Regions from separate parts of the Mus musculus genome. Here regions 1 and 2 are each linked to region 3. Evidence: chromatin contacts called from public Hi-C and Micro-C data. All regions are on one chromosome and are shown on one strand. The core of a region is the stretch at or near the end of the contact, and the rest is flanking DNA. Distances in the headings are between cores, read along the strand shown.

Region 1 (2,738 bases), core at 71-2,570, 270 kb before region 3:
CTGGAGTGCTGGGAGTAAAGGCACACCCCACCATGCCTCGCCTGACATTTTAATACTTTTCCATCCCTATGATACCGTGAGCCCCTTAAAAAGAAGCAGGGATAGAGAAAGTGAATGGCCCCATCCCTGGGAACAGAGTCCCAACAGGGCTGTAGTAGTCTCTCTCCTGCTCTAGTCCTGCCTCCATGGAAGGACTCACTGGTATGAGGCTCTGCAGAGACACAGTCCTGGGAAAAGGCAGCCTGGGGATGCTGGAAAGCCAGTCTCTCATTGGACTTGCCAAGGGCTTAGGCAAAGCCTGTGGGAACATGGCTCCTGTCTTAGACCAACGATATTCCCAAAGATGTGCTGGATACAGACAGTTAGGTGAAGAAGCACTGGCTTGGTTCACTCTGATCCACAGTTGGGGAGGTGGGAAGGGTACCCTCCACTCACCTTCCTCTCACTAACCCCTCCTACCCCCATATTTCCTGATCACACCATTGAGAGACTGACCTGGACTTCCTCGGCTTGTGTGGGTTCACCAATTCTTTGATCTTTGAAAAATGACAAAATCACCAAACAATGCAATTATAGGAACTTATCCCCACCTGAGTGTCACAGGACTGTATTATAACATTTGGAGAGAAATGTAATATTCGATGTGTACTGGACTCCATGACAGTGACTGGCGTGAGAAGGCCACTGCTCCAGCACTGGCTAAACACCCAGCCATAGCAAAACATTCCCTAGAAGGGAGGTCGCTTTATACTGGCCAATACCAGTTAACCTCTACCATCATGCCCGAGTTTCACAGAGGCTCTAAGGTACTTCCTGGTAATTTATAATAAAAGGCAGAACTTGGCTCTGAGGAGACCTTAGAGATGAGTGTAGTTCCAGTGAGATGTAAAAAAAAGAAGAAAAACAATGGCTATCTACCTCTTAGGACCCCTGAGGTGGGAGTCTGATGGGGTTAATACCTTCCTGACCCCCACAATAAATAGTTTCCTGAACTCTCTGGTGCAAAGTAAAATAGTCAACCATGTTTTGTGCAGGTTTATGTACAAAAGAAGATGGAGAGTTTTGTTATAAATCATCTTAAACTCCTCTAGAATTTGTAAACTTCTTGGTCCACGTAGTTGAAGTTTGAATCTATCATTTTATAACTCCATGTTATTTCTCCCAGTCTCAAAAGGCAGACCCCCAGCTCCAGGAAGAAGGATCTCCTAGGATATGGAGGTCAGATTTGCTTAGAGGCAGCAGAGTTCAAATTCCATCCCTGGGGTATCTCAGGGCTGGAAGTCTCCGATAGGAACTGTGGTATTGGTCCGCCTTCTGCACCTGCTGACCAACCAGAAACTGCTACAGATAACCTGGTTGCTTAGCAACTGCTGCAACCCAATGCCCGGGGAGAGCCGAGAAGGTGAGTGTGTTGGATGCAAGGTTGACGGTCTAATGTCAGGCACGTGTTAATCTCAAGATAACACAGGCAAGAGAAATTCTACACAGGCACCTGCTCCCGTGTGCTCTCACCTTAACGAAAGGTAAAGAAGACCAGCAAGCTAACAGTGCCACTGGAAACTGCTTTGCCCCTCCCAGCAACTCCCGCCCCTCCCCCTGCTGCCGCCCTCTCCCCACCCCCCTTCAGTACATCCTCCAGGACTAGCCTTCACAGCTGGAAAGTGGTGGTGGCAGGCAACTTCCTTAAAGTCCACCGTATCTTCCTTCAACCCCTTGCAGCTGGGGTTAGGAAGTTAAGAACCTGAGGTCTACAGAAGACTCTTACCCCCCCCACCCTCCCCCCACCCCCGCACTTGAGCTTAGAGAAGAATTGTTCTGCTTCCCCACCCCACCCCCACACCGGTGGTTTTGTGAGAACTGCCCACATCATCCAACTAGTTCACTGAATAGCTGTGTGCTTGTTGCGTGAAGGCTAAACCCCACAAGTATTAAACACGGGACTGTAGGCGAGGTGTGCTGTCGGCAAAACAAAGCGAGACAAAGGTAACCCAATGCCCCTCCCACTCCACCCCCACTTCTAGAACCTAAATCCTAAAGAACAATGCGGATCAGGAGTTGAAGGTCATCCTCAGCTACAAGGGGAGTCCAAGGCCAGCCTGGGCTACATGAAACTGAGTCTCAGCCTCTCCCACCAAAATACAGCAAACAAAATCTTAAAGAACACAGGTCAAACACAGAAGCACTACCAGAGAAGAATAAAAGCAAACCATCTATAACTGCACCGCCATGCTTGCTCCTCCCTCGCTAGCAGCTTTCTGTTTCCATAACAAAGAGCTGAGGGGAGTGACTTATAAAGAGAAAGGTTTGCGTTGACTCTGTCTTGAAGGTTTCAGCTCACAATCAACTGCTCCCCTTCTCTGAGCCAGTGTGGCACATGGCAGCAGGAACAGGAGAGGTCAAGCTGCCAACCTCACAGCTGGGAACCAAAAGCATCAGGAAGGGGAAGGGTCTGGGGTCTATCCCACTATCCCCCTGAAGAATACACATCCCAGTGACTGGGCTCCATCCCATAAAGCCAAACCATACACACTGTCCAGCTCCGGGTACTGTGTTGTAGCAACGCAAAATGGACCAAGATAAGGCCTACGCTTTCAGAAGGAATTACCAAAATGGAATAAACAGGAAAAGGACATATCCATCAGGATGACAGGCATGGCCTTCAGCACAGTCCTCAACCAGGAAGCACTGGGTCTGCAGTGGAGAGCCAATAACCCCCTGATTAATTGTTACAGCCCTGC
Region 2 (2,810 bases), core at 281-2,780, 260 kb after region 3:
AGGTTGCAGGACCTGGAAGAGGCTTAGAGTTTTACATTTAGTTTGGTGCTCTCTCCTGCATAAAATTATCTCATCTCAAAGACTTCTGTAGACTTTCAGCAAATCTAAATAACAAGCGTGTCATAGCGCAGTTAGAACCAGCGAGGAATACAAAATGCACAGAGGACACTTCGTCCTTCTGTTATCCAGGTCGCAAAAAATAAGCACAAGTCTCAGCCCACAAACTGCACGGCAGTCACGGGATAATGGCATTCCAGCTTTCCACTGGAATTTTTTCTTTAAAAAATTTTGTATGTATGTATGTATGTATGTATGTATGTATTTAGAGTCTGTGTGTGTGTGTGAATGCCCTTGTACGTGCACCAAGTAAGTGCAGAGCCAATGGAGGTCAAGAGAGGGCATCAGATCTCCTAGAACTGGGATCAACAACAACAACAACAACAACAACAACAACAACTGGTTCCGGAAAAGGGAAATTGGGGATTAAAGAAACTCTGCTTAGCAGCTCCATAAACGCTTGCTTCTAAGCATCTACAGGGATTGCAGCAACTGCCTGATGTTCCCAGAGGGCAGCGTTTCTGTCACTCCTTAGCTCTCTGATGAGCTGCTAAAGAAAAGAGCCCCAGACACAGGGTCTTCATCCTGCCGTCCCCAAACACACAGAAACGCAATCGTTCCCCACTGTGTCTAAGGATGCCAGACAAAAGCGAGGGGCTTTGTACAGTGTATATTTCTTTTTTTCTCATTTGAAGATTCTGTCATTTTCTTTTGATATTCAAATTTGAATTTCCGTGCAGTTGATTGTCTCCAGAGTCAGGGATAGAAGACCAGCATGCAGTCGCAGACTCGGGTTGAGAGCACTGAGCAGAACTTCCGTGAGGAACAACTCTGCCGACTTAGAGCACGTCTCACTTCCACTCATCAACAACTTTCCTAAAAGAAAGGTCACTGTGACTATGCCACCACACAGCACACCCTATGTACACTTCATGAGGCCTCTTGTTCTAGGGGAAGAAAAATGGCTTCCCCCAAACAGAGCTGGCTCATACTTTAAAAATAAAAATAAAAAACCCATTTTATTTTGCTATTAGTTGATTCCTTAAGGTAATGGAGCTAAGAAGAGCTGATCTCACCTTCTTCTATTGGTCTTTCTTTCAGGATGCTTTGAGTTATGTTCTTATTCACTTTTATCTGTGCTACAAATATTCTGGAAAGAGAGAGAGAGAGAGAGACAGAGAGACAGAGAGACAGAGACAGAGACAGAGTCACACAGACACACAGAGAGACAGAGAGAGAGACAGAGAGAAAGAGAGAGCATGAAAAGAGAAATTACACAGGTCCCCCAACATACAACTCCCTACAATGTCCCCTCTCTACAATGTACCCCCAAATCTATCTTTCTTTCTCCAGCACAGTTGATCACTGGCTAAAATTGTGAGCCCCTCCCCCAGTCTCAGGACCCAGTACAAAGCAGCTGTTCTTAGGGTTCTGTGGCAAATCTAGAGCTGTGTGGCGCTTTCCTGCCACCTAGCGGTGGTGTAGTGAAACAGAGCCTGCAGATCGAGCCAAACAAAGCAAGCCAAACATACTGAGCAAGCCTGTTCAAAAGCGAGCCCTGTTGGTCTGTGCGGCTTAGATCGGTATTAAATGGTGACTTTCGAACTTGTAGGTTTTCTCTTCTAGAAGCCAAGGTTCCCATTTATGAAAGTGGGTTGTCATCCAGTAGTATTACAACGACAAAGCTCAAATTTGGTCACTCTTAAAAGTTGAGAAGGTGAAGGACAGTGCAGGCCAGACGTCAACATTTTGGAAATGAGCCTTTGTAATGGTAACTAACCACGTGCCGGATGAGGGAACCGAAGACCAAGGCGTTGACAGCTGTTTCAAGTTCAAATCATTAGTGAGCACTGCTGGCATGGTTGGAATGCGGGGGCTCGTTTCTTCCTTCCCTGACAAGAGCAACTTGAGGAAGAGGGGCTTTTTATTTTGGCTCAGAGTCCATCATGGCGGGAAAAGCCATGACAGCCAGAAAGTGAAGCAGCTGGTCACGCTGCATCTGCCATCAGGAGTCGGACAGTGACAGATGCCGATGCTCTGCTCACTCTCTCCTTTTTATCCCGGGACCCTGGTTCACGGAGTGGCACAGCCCATACTTACAATGGGCCTTCCCACCTCAGCTAACCGAATAAAGAGTTTCCCTCACAAATAGGCCCAGAGGTTTGTTAAGAATCAACATTAACTTTCCCTTTTACCAGATGTCAACCTGGAGGAGGGTCCTGCAAAGGGTCAATTATTGTGATAGTTCAAGCAAAGGTTACTGCTGTTAAGACCTAGTTTTTGTGTGTGTGTGTATATATATATACACACACATATATATTCATGCATATGCAAACAAAACAGCTATATGCAAATATATGCAAATAACACACACACATACACACACGTTTTCATGTAACCCTGGCTGGCCTAGAATTCACTCTGTAGGTCAGACTGTCCTGAAACCTAATGAGGATCCCCCCCCTTTCTCAGTCTCTCTAAGTTTAAGTGACCGCACTAGGGTTGAATCTGAAGGATTTGGAGCTAAGTTCCCAGAAACAGGACTGGCTATCCTCTCCTTCAAACACATTCTTTTCTCCAGACAGCACATGCTTGTCAGATAGCAGCTGAACCAGAGGGAAGGGTCTGTGAGAGGGACCGGCAGGGATGCTGATCTACATGGGAAGAGCTATCCAAAGAAGCAGACCAACTGCAGCCTCATTAACAGTGTTCCTCACCCTGGGGGATGGGCAGAAACTATTCTCATGATGTAG
Region 3 (2,700 bases), core at 11-2,510:
AAAGCTTTGTTTTAACCTAGGAAAAAGTGGGGATGGGAGAAAGCAGCAGCCTAAGGTGGTTAACTTTGTTAACTGCAGGTGCAAAATATAAGCCAGTTTTGGTTTTTTTTTTTTTGTTTTTTGTTTTTGAAAATGCTAATCGGTATGTTTTAAAACCCTTGTTTTCAACAAAACTTCATGTAACACCAACCCGGAAACACGGGGCATTTCCAATCCGGAGGGGGGGGGGGTCTGCTCCCCGAAGAAAACAGGGAATCCTGAGGTTCCTCTCCCAGTTGCTTTCAGTAAGGTGCAATGATGGCCAACTTGGGCCCCTTGTCCTTTTGTCCCCCTAGACAATCTCTGGCCTAATTTGGGACAAATCCTCCACTGATCACGCCTCCCTCCCCCTCCTGTGGATCTCTGTTCTCCCTTAATTAGAAACTGTACCTCGGAATCGTGCCTCTCACCCCTGCTGCGTAAGAGGAGATGGCCTGACCCTCCACCTGGAGAACAATGTAACCCAACTCCGGCCCATAGATTTATCTCCAGGAAATCAGAAGGTGCGATGTGTCTGGTCATCCCGGATTCCCTCAAAGCGTCCAGCTCCGGGCCTAGGGATCCCAGCTCCTTCCCACCTGGGACCCCACTCTCACCTTCCCTCGCCCAGAGCCTCGCCCCGCACCGTCCGATCTCTCCGCCGGACCCCGCGCCCCGTACCTTTGTAGTGCACCCGCAGGTTGTTCTGCGAGAGGCCGATGTAGCTGAACTTGTCCTTCGGGCTCCAGGACCGGGGCAGCGGCGTCTCCTGCTCATCCACAGCCGGGTAGAGGCGCTTCAGCCGCCTCTGCAGCTCCTTCTCCTGCTCGTTGAGGGCCGAGTCGCCGTGCGGGAAAGGGGCAGCGGCGCTGCTGCCCGCCGCCAGGCCCGGGACCGGGACGCCTGCGGCCGGGCCGGGGCCCACCGCCAGGCCGGGCGGCGCGGTGGCGGGGGCGGCCGCCGAGGCGGGGGGCGGCGGCGCGGCGGTGGCCGGGGGAGGCGGCGGCGGCGGCGGCGGGTGGAGCAGCAGGGCGGCCGCTGCGGCCCCCAAGCCTCCACCGGGCGAGCCGGCCGGGGAGGAGCCGGCGCTGGCGGCCGCGGCCGCGGGCAGGGCGACTCCGGAGCCCGGGGCCCCGGCGGCGGGCGGCGGCGGCGGCGGCTGCTGTTGCGGCGGCGGTGGCGGCGGCTGCCCGGACATCCCGGCCGCGACTCAGCCTGCGGCACCTCCACTCGTCCCTGCTTCCTCCTGCGCTTCCCGGGGGCGCTGTCGCTGCGGCCGCCGGCACCAGGCGCCCAGAGTCCGCCCGCCCCGGAAGCAGGCGGCGGGCCGCGCGGCCCGGCGGAGCGCGGCGGTTGAGGAGACCGACCGCGGGCGGGCGCGAGGGAGCGTTGGCCAGGCGCTGGCGGGCACGCGACCGGGAGCGATGCGGTGGGACAGCGAGGGGAGCGGGCGGAAGGGCGCGCGGCCCTGGGCGACGCGGTGAAGCGGGGAAGAGAGACTGCGAGGAGGTGCGAGCGGCCGCGGCGGCCGCTGCTCTCGCGGCTGTTTCCCGGCGGGCGAGCGAGCGGGCGGGCGGCGCGAGACGCTGCGCGCGGGCGGCGCCAGGCGAGGAGGCGGGCCGCGGCGCGAGGGGCGGGCCTGGTGCGCGCGCGGACGGCCTTCTCCGCGGCCTGGGGCTCGCCGGCGCGGGCGAGGACGCGGGCGCGGGTTCGGCCGCGGGCCTCCGGTGGCTGCGGGATCCTAGCTGCGCCGACCGGCGGCCTCGTCGCGTCTCGACGGGCCGTCCCCCTCAGCCGCCGGGAGGCCGCAGCGCGCCCAGGCGAGAGCAATCGAGCCCTGCTGCGCCGCCGGGAGCTGAGCCCGGGGTTTCTAACGCCTTACCGCCTAGCTAGCGGGTCAATAAAGGGCCCTTGGAAACCATTTCTGAAGGCGAAGTCTCCCGCTTCATGAGTGACCCTCTCGTTAATTAATTAATTTATGAGGAGTCCGAGTGAACTTAATGGGGGAGAAACAGCCACGTTAGGAATACCAATCAAGACGGGCAGATCGTCAAAGGGCAGGAATGCGAACTGTGTGAGCGTTTAGGAAGGGCTTCTGGAGACAGACGTCAAAACATTTTATAAGCTCATTAATTCTCATCATAGGCCTCTTTGTTAGGTAGCAGAGAATTATGCCCATTTTTTTTTAAACATGGAAATATTTACTGAGGTCAGCAGAGTTTTAAAAAAGGAGACTTCCTACTTTGCAATTCTCAGTAGAGTGCTTGGTCAACCCGTGTGGCACAATTTGCCAAGTGTTGCTCTCTGACCCCCACATAGCATTACTAGTCTGTTTTCGGCACTTCCCTTTGTTTAACCTACCCTTTCCTTAGCCCGGCAAAAATCAGGCTTCACTCCCATAATCTACATGGTACAGATTCCGATGCTGTGTTAGCTTCCGGAGATGATATGCTGGCTCTGATTGGACCGTATAAGCATGGAATGGTTGGTTAATAGAGAACTAGTTATTTTGTTTTTGAAGCGAATGGGTCAATGGTGACTTAATCGAAGACTCCCATGGACATAGCGCCTAGCCAGTTGTAGCAGTCCTTCTGCCTAATTTCCATCTTAAATTACCCACACTAGACACTCCATTGTTCATTAGTAATAAAATGCCCCATAACTCTAACCTCGGCTCTACAT

Evidence for each region. Hi-C and Micro-C count contacts between places; a contact is called where the count stands out from the background.
Region 1: a contact with region 3 is called in a Micro-C map of embryonic stem cells, with 2.6 times the contacts expected there. The contact joins the enhancer-like site here to the promoter of Ranbp9 in region 3. A contact is called at or near these places in 2 of 484 Hi-C or Micro-C datasets (embryonic stem cells and myeloid progenitors), 9 of 115 datasets of contacts at active chromatin or transcription factors (the 230-238 cell line, effector CD8 T cells, embryonic forebrain and 5 more) and 2 of 9 other capture datasets (adipose tissue and liver).
Region 2: a Hi-C map of cerebellum shows a contact between it and region 3, with 3 times the contacts expected there. The contact joins the enhancer-like site here to the promoter of Ranbp9 in region 3. A contact is called at or near these places in 1 of 39 promoter capture datasets (hippocampal neurons), 9 of 484 Hi-C or Micro-C datasets (B cells, adipose-derived mesenchymal stem cells, cerebellar granule neurons and 6 more) and 5 of 115 datasets of contacts at active chromatin or transcription factors (embryonic forebrain, large pre-B cells, neural progenitor cells and 2 more).

Annotation. Positions count from the first base shown.
Region 1 is chr13:43,213,896-43,216,633 of GRCm38.p6, forward strand. The region is part of intron 1 of Gfod1 (glucose-fructose oxidoreductase domain containing 1); the gene reads right to left. Among named protein-coding and RNA genes, the nearest start is that of Gm40929, 43 kb to the left of the region's middle. Within about 2 kb of position 1,321, at least 92 of the 459 cell types and tissues checked have an H3K27ac peak or open chromatin away from gene starts, as enhancers often do. A contact at or near this core is called in effector CD8 T cells, embryonic stem cells, liver and 1 more, where this site is marked.
Region 2 is chr13:43,738,306-43,741,115 of GRCm38.p6, forward strand. No RefSeq gene overlaps it. Among named protein-coding and RNA genes, the nearest start is that of Gm20751, 23 kb to the left of the region's middle. Within about 2 kb of position 1,531, at least 27 of the 459 cell types and tissues checked have an H3K27ac peak or open chromatin away from gene starts, as enhancers often do. A contact at or near this core is called in B cells, cerebellum and neural progenitor cells, where this site is marked.
Region 3 is chr13:43,479,713-43,482,412 of GRCm38.p6, forward strand. It overlaps Ranbp9 (RAN binding protein 9), which reads right to left and starts at 1,261. Exons shown (of 14, transcript NM_019930.2): 1 at 700-1,261. The coding sequence starts at 1,216.